2 separate regions of the Muntiacus reevesi genome follow, and region 1 is linked to region 2. Evidence: chromatin contacts called from public Hi-C data. All regions are on one chromosome and are shown on one strand. Each heading gives the region's core, a stretch centred on a gene start, on an enhancer-like site or on the middle of the called end of the contact. The rest is flanking DNA. Distances are from core to core; before and after follow the strand shown.

Region 1 (2,700 bases), core at 121-2,620, 910 kb after region 2:
ACAACTAATTCATGAATGATCTTCATTCTTAGACTCACAGAGTAAATAATCACCTTGTTCTCTCAAGCTCCAAGAAACCACCCTCTAATGATCTTGAGGCTTAATAAATGAAGTTAACAGTTGATCATTAAAAGTTGGGGGGGTTATGTACAGAATTGGTATGGTATTTTATTCTCTAGATTAATTCTTTTTTTTTTTTTTAATACTGGAGTGGGTTGCCATTTCTTTCTCCGGGGGATCTTCCCCACCCAGGGATCGAACCCAGGTCTCCCGCACTGCAGGCAGAAGCTTTAACCTCTCTGCCACCAGGGAAGGGAAGCCCCTCTAGATTAATTCTTAAAGAAGGTGGTAGACACTACGAAACTGGACAAACCAACAGGCAAATACTAAGAACAACTTTTAATTTCCCCCAAATTTTAACTTTACTTTTAGAGTATAGATTAGGGATCTTTTTGAAGAAATGAAGTACCATCTTTTTCTCATACCCTAATGCTAAAGCACAGGATCACTCTCCCTCCCTCCCCAGCAAAACACACACACACACACACACACACACACACACACACACACACACACGCAAAGTCTGACAGCTGCCTTCCAAACAAGACAGCTACTGTGTCTTGGTGCTAAGAGAACAGTTAAGTGTGGTCAAAACGGCTTTGCGCAAACTATGAAGTTCACTTCCCTTAACTGCACTTACCGCGCACAAATGACACTTGGGAGTGTGTTTTGTAAACAATGAGCCACACAAACACAGTATTCCTTCAACTTAAAGTTTTCAAGCTAAGAGCAGCAAAATATGATAAAAACCCCGTTTGTTGATAGAAGCCAGCTTGGACTCTAACAAAAAAGATATTCACCATCACCGATCACTGGCCCCTTCCATCATCAGGAGTCGCATCTGCACAGCGCCGAAGAGCAACTACGTCACCGGGACACCCGCGACCCGCACCTCTAACGCCTCCGTCCAGCTACCTGTTTCTGCCGAGCGGGGCCTGCCTGGCTGGATCACCGCTACGCCAGCCGAACCCGGGGTGGGGAAGGGGGAGAGCCAGGCCGTAGCTCGGGCCCCTCTCCTCTCACCTGTTCGAGCGCCGCCTCTTCAGGAGGGCCCTGGCAGGGGGCACCGGCCGGTCACAGAAACGGAAAATGGTGCCGAGAATCCTAACCAGCCATTTGTACATACCAGGCCCAAGCAGCAGCGGCGGCCGACACACCCCGAGACGCAAACCCCAGAGCTGTCGCCGCCGCTGCCGCCTTCGCTGCCTCGGCCACCGCCGCCACAGCTCAGTCGCCGACTTGTGACGCGATCCTAGGGCCCACAGATACAACGTCCCCAGGGCTACAGGCGGCCCCCGCGGGCCCCCGCTCCTGACGTCACCTCCTCCCGCCCGACCGGAAAGCATCTTAGCCCTCAGTCTGCGCAGGCGCAGTCTAGATCTCCACCTCCCTAGCCTAGCAACCTGTAAGCCTGGTCCTGGCCCAATCGCTCACGAGATCATAAGGGATGTGGGCGGGGTTTTCTCTTGGGCAGAGCCAGTCCTGAGGCTGCCCGCGGGACAAGGCCCACAGGCCGCACAGGGCTCTCCGAGCGAGAGCGAGCGCTTCCAGGCCTGGTAACCCAAGGGGTTTATCAGTAAATGTTTAAGTGCACGTTAATTAACAAATGTTTACGCTACTGAAAGTGAAAGTCGTTCAGTCGTATCCGACTCTTTGTGACCCCATGGACTATAAGTCCACGGAATTCTCCAAGCCAGAATACTGGAAGTGGCTAGCCTTTCCCCTTCTAATTTACCCTATCCTTTGTTTTGCGCATAGTTTATGCCTGGTATTTTACACGCAGTCACCTTCATTTCTCCCAGCAACGGCAGGCGATGCGGAGCCTTGTGTCCATTTCTGTTTTTTACTTTTTGTGTCTATTTTTAATAAGGAAATCGAGGCATACAGCGATTAAGTAATTATCTAAAGTCAAAGAGGTAGCTAGTGGCATAGCTGGAATTTGAACCGCGATCTGTGTACCAGCGCCAGTCCCTCGCCCTTGAGGTCTACTGGGAGAGATATGATTACAAATTACAATACAAGATAATTGGGTGTAAGTAAACTACGCTTCAATTAATTTTTAAAAAGATAATTGACTGCTGTGATAAAGGTGGGTACAAAGTGCAGTAGGAACCAGAGAAAGGAAAACAGTTGGCTATGGAAGTGAAGGACAGAACTCAAGGAAGGCCTCACAGAAACTTAAGGATGAAAAGTTATCTGCAGCCTACTAGTGCCCCCAGAGCTGGCAGGGAGTACTAACTACTCTCCCTCTCTTTTTTAGAGGTCCTAGTTCTGGTTAATTATCTACAACAGAAAAAGACCCATCCTTTTTAATGGAAAAGCAAGTCCCCTCCCCCAACACTCCTGAGAATCCTCAAAAAGTTTTTATGCCCTACAAAAATCCGTCTCTGTATGCACCTGATCCTTAATCTGATCCTCAATTCAGTTAAGGTCAGACTTCAGACTTGCCTGAACTTCAACATAGGCACTCCTCAGTACAGCATCATCCTTTGCTCAATAAACACTGTTCCTGGATTCTGCTGCAAGCCACCCGCTAGAGTCCCAGACCCACCAGCTACCCTACAGTGGCTACCATCACACTGGTCTGGGGAGATGGAAGCAGTTTCTAGAGGCTAGAAGCAAATTCTAAGTGTGAACATG
Region 2 (2,700 bases), core at 92-2,591:
AGTATACTCCTTTTCCAGCAAAATGGTTTCCTTTATCTTTTTTTAATACATCAAGCTCATTCCTGGTTAGGGCCTTTATTCTAGTTGTTTTCTGCCTGAAACACTCTTCCCTCAGATCCTAACATGGGTACTCCTTTTTAAACTCAGATAACAGCTTAAAGTCACCACTTTATAGAAGACTTCCTTGACCAAGCAAACAAAATTAGCAACTGTTGAACCTCTGTTCTTACACTGCCCTGTTTTATTTTATTATTTTCATCCCTGCTCCTAACATTCACACATACTAGAATGCCAGTTTCATGAGAGCATGAATCTGGACTGTTCTCTTAACAGCTGTTTAAGACTGCAGCTTAGAACAGAGTCTGCTACGGTGTAAAAGTCGCTTTGACTGTGATCTTCCTGTGCTGGCTTCTTATTCTTCAGGTCTCAGCTCAGGTTTGGTATTCACTCCTTTCCCCAAATTTCGTAGCACTTACATATGAAAGTATTTTATTTTTTCCTAACGCATCATTTATTCTACCTATTAAAATATACACTCCAAGAAATCAAGGGCTTTGTGTTTTGTTCACTACTGTAATTCAAGTGCCTGACACTGCCAGACACAGTGCAGAGCTAAGAGGGAGACCAGGTTACTGCTTTCAGGAAGATGCCTACTAAGGGAGAGAGGCCACCTGCAAGAGGAGCTAAATTGCATTTTATGGTCTTATTTACCTCTGTATCTCCCACACCTAGAGGCCATAAACGAACTAAGCAAGCAGGAAATGGCCAAAAGTCATAAAATCAAAGTTTAGAGAAAGGAGTGATGTTCTTATACGAGGTGAAATCCAAAAAAAAAAAAACTTCTTAAAGGCAGTAACATGGAGGAAAAGCTAATAGTTAAGGAGCTCACCCTGGTCGCTCCCGCTTCAGATATTTAGCCTGGGTTTGTATCTTTGCTCGGTCACTGTGTTTACTTTCACCTCTCTAAACCCTAGTTTCTTCATCTGTAAAACAAGTGTACTTAGAGTGCTCTTAGGAAGACCGAGATAAGTTAAGGTGCTTTAATCAGTGCCCAGTTCATAGTATTCTATAAAAGTTAACTGTCACTTTCATTATTATTACTGATGAAAGCGTGCTGACCTTACCAGCAGCTAGTTGCCCACCACAGCTCTGTGGAGCAATAGAAAACTTTCTACTACCCTGAGTAGAATGGCGCGACTCCAGAAAGCAGCCAGATCTGGTTCCAGGTTCCAGCATCAAGGACTCTTGGCGCCAGCCAAGTGTTTCCCAGACCGCGGAAGAAGTATTGGGCCGCTCTAGCAATGTCGTGCGCCAGGTCTCGGTGGTGCGAGGCCTCGCGCTTGCGCAGGGGTGGGCGACGAGCGCGGGGCCGGTCTGGCGCGCAAGGCACGGCCGCACCCTGAGAGGTACAGTAGAACGGCCCCTTGGCTTCGCAGGTAACCGCTCGCCGGCCCGCGCCAGGGAGGGAGGAGAGGGACCATCTCGCTTCGGGCTCCGGCTGGGAAGACAGCCTTTGCGCTCGCCAGGTCTTGGGTCCTCTACAGACCCTGTCAGCTGGGGCTTCTCTGTTCCCGAACTCTAATCCGGGCGCGCTCAGGCTGCACATCCCGCGTCCCAACCTGGACCGCGTCCTACCGCGGACCGCGGATGAGGTGGCGGCGAAGCCTCGGGAGGACGGCCTTGGGCCTCACGCCGGTCTCCCCTCCTAAAAAACCAGGATCCCAGGGCATCCCAGGGGAGCTTTTGAAGCGGAAAGGAGCTTCAGTTTATGTTTATGAATTTAGCCGTCTCGAATTTCGTGGTTAGACTAGCGGGTTCGTCTCCAGTGAGCTTTTGATTGCTCGCTTTAGAGACAGGTGGACTACACTGGAGCGGACCAAGATCTTCCTCACAGAACTTGCATCGTCTGATTTTACTCAGAGACTTCAAAGATAGCTGTCATCCACCCTCTCACACCCTTTCTGGGGTTCATGCTTCCATGATTCTTCACCTGGCCCCTACGTGGCCCTCCATTTAAGACAACTCATTCTGGTAATTCTCTTCTGGATTCACTCCCACTTTCCAGATTCCCCTAAAACTGGGTTCCTAAAGTATTGATGTATATATTTGTAAGTAGCTCAGTTCTGAAGTCAGACGGACTTGAATTCTAGTCCAGGGCTCTCTGCCAACTCAAGTATGTGACTTTAGGTAAGTAATTCCCTTAAGTTTTCTAAGCCCCAGTTTTCTCATCTGAAAATGGGGGTAATCATATGTATCTCTAGGTGGTTGTAAGGATGAAAGAAGGTGAAGAGCATGAAATACTTAGAATGCTACCAGGCACATAATAAGCACTTAATTTATGTCCGTTATTTTTTGAACAGAGCATTCCCCAAAGAAGCACAGTTTTCTTAGAATCAAGTGCCAAACAAAAATAGCAGTAAAACTTTTTTTCATCCAGTCATAAAATGAAGGTTTTTAAAGTGAAGTTAATGCTGAGGCGTGCTTAATGAAAACCATTCCTTGGTCAACTGATGGAAAATTTGATATAATCATTTGGGAAAGCAGTGGACATATATGGCAGGAACTTGAGAAATGTCAATTACTTCATTTCACAAGTGCACATTTGAAAATTTTCTCTGGGAATTAATCACAAGCCAGAATATATGCAGAAAGATGGTAATTATAGCATTATTTATAAAAGTGAAAACATTAAACTTTTTA

The links. Hi-C and Micro-C count contacts between places; a contact is called where the count stands out from the background.
Region 1: a contact with region 2 is called in a Hi-C map of muscle, with 4 times the contacts expected there. The contact joins the promoter of SENP2 here to the promoter of TBCCD1 in region 2. A contact is called at or near these places in 2 of 3 Hi-C or Micro-C datasets (blood and muscle).

The regions. Positions count from the first base shown.
Region 1 is chr8:59,602,733-59,605,432 of mMunRee1.1, forward strand. SENP2 (SUMO specific peptidase 2) reads right to left here and starts at 1,371. Exons shown (of 17, transcript XM_065942272.1): 1 at 1,084-1,371. The coding sequence starts at 1,184.
Region 2 is chr8:58,693,294-58,695,993 of mMunRee1.1, forward strand. TBCCD1 (TBCC domain containing 1) reads left to right here and starts at 1,342. Exons shown (of 7, transcript XM_065942884.1): 1 at 1,342-1,436.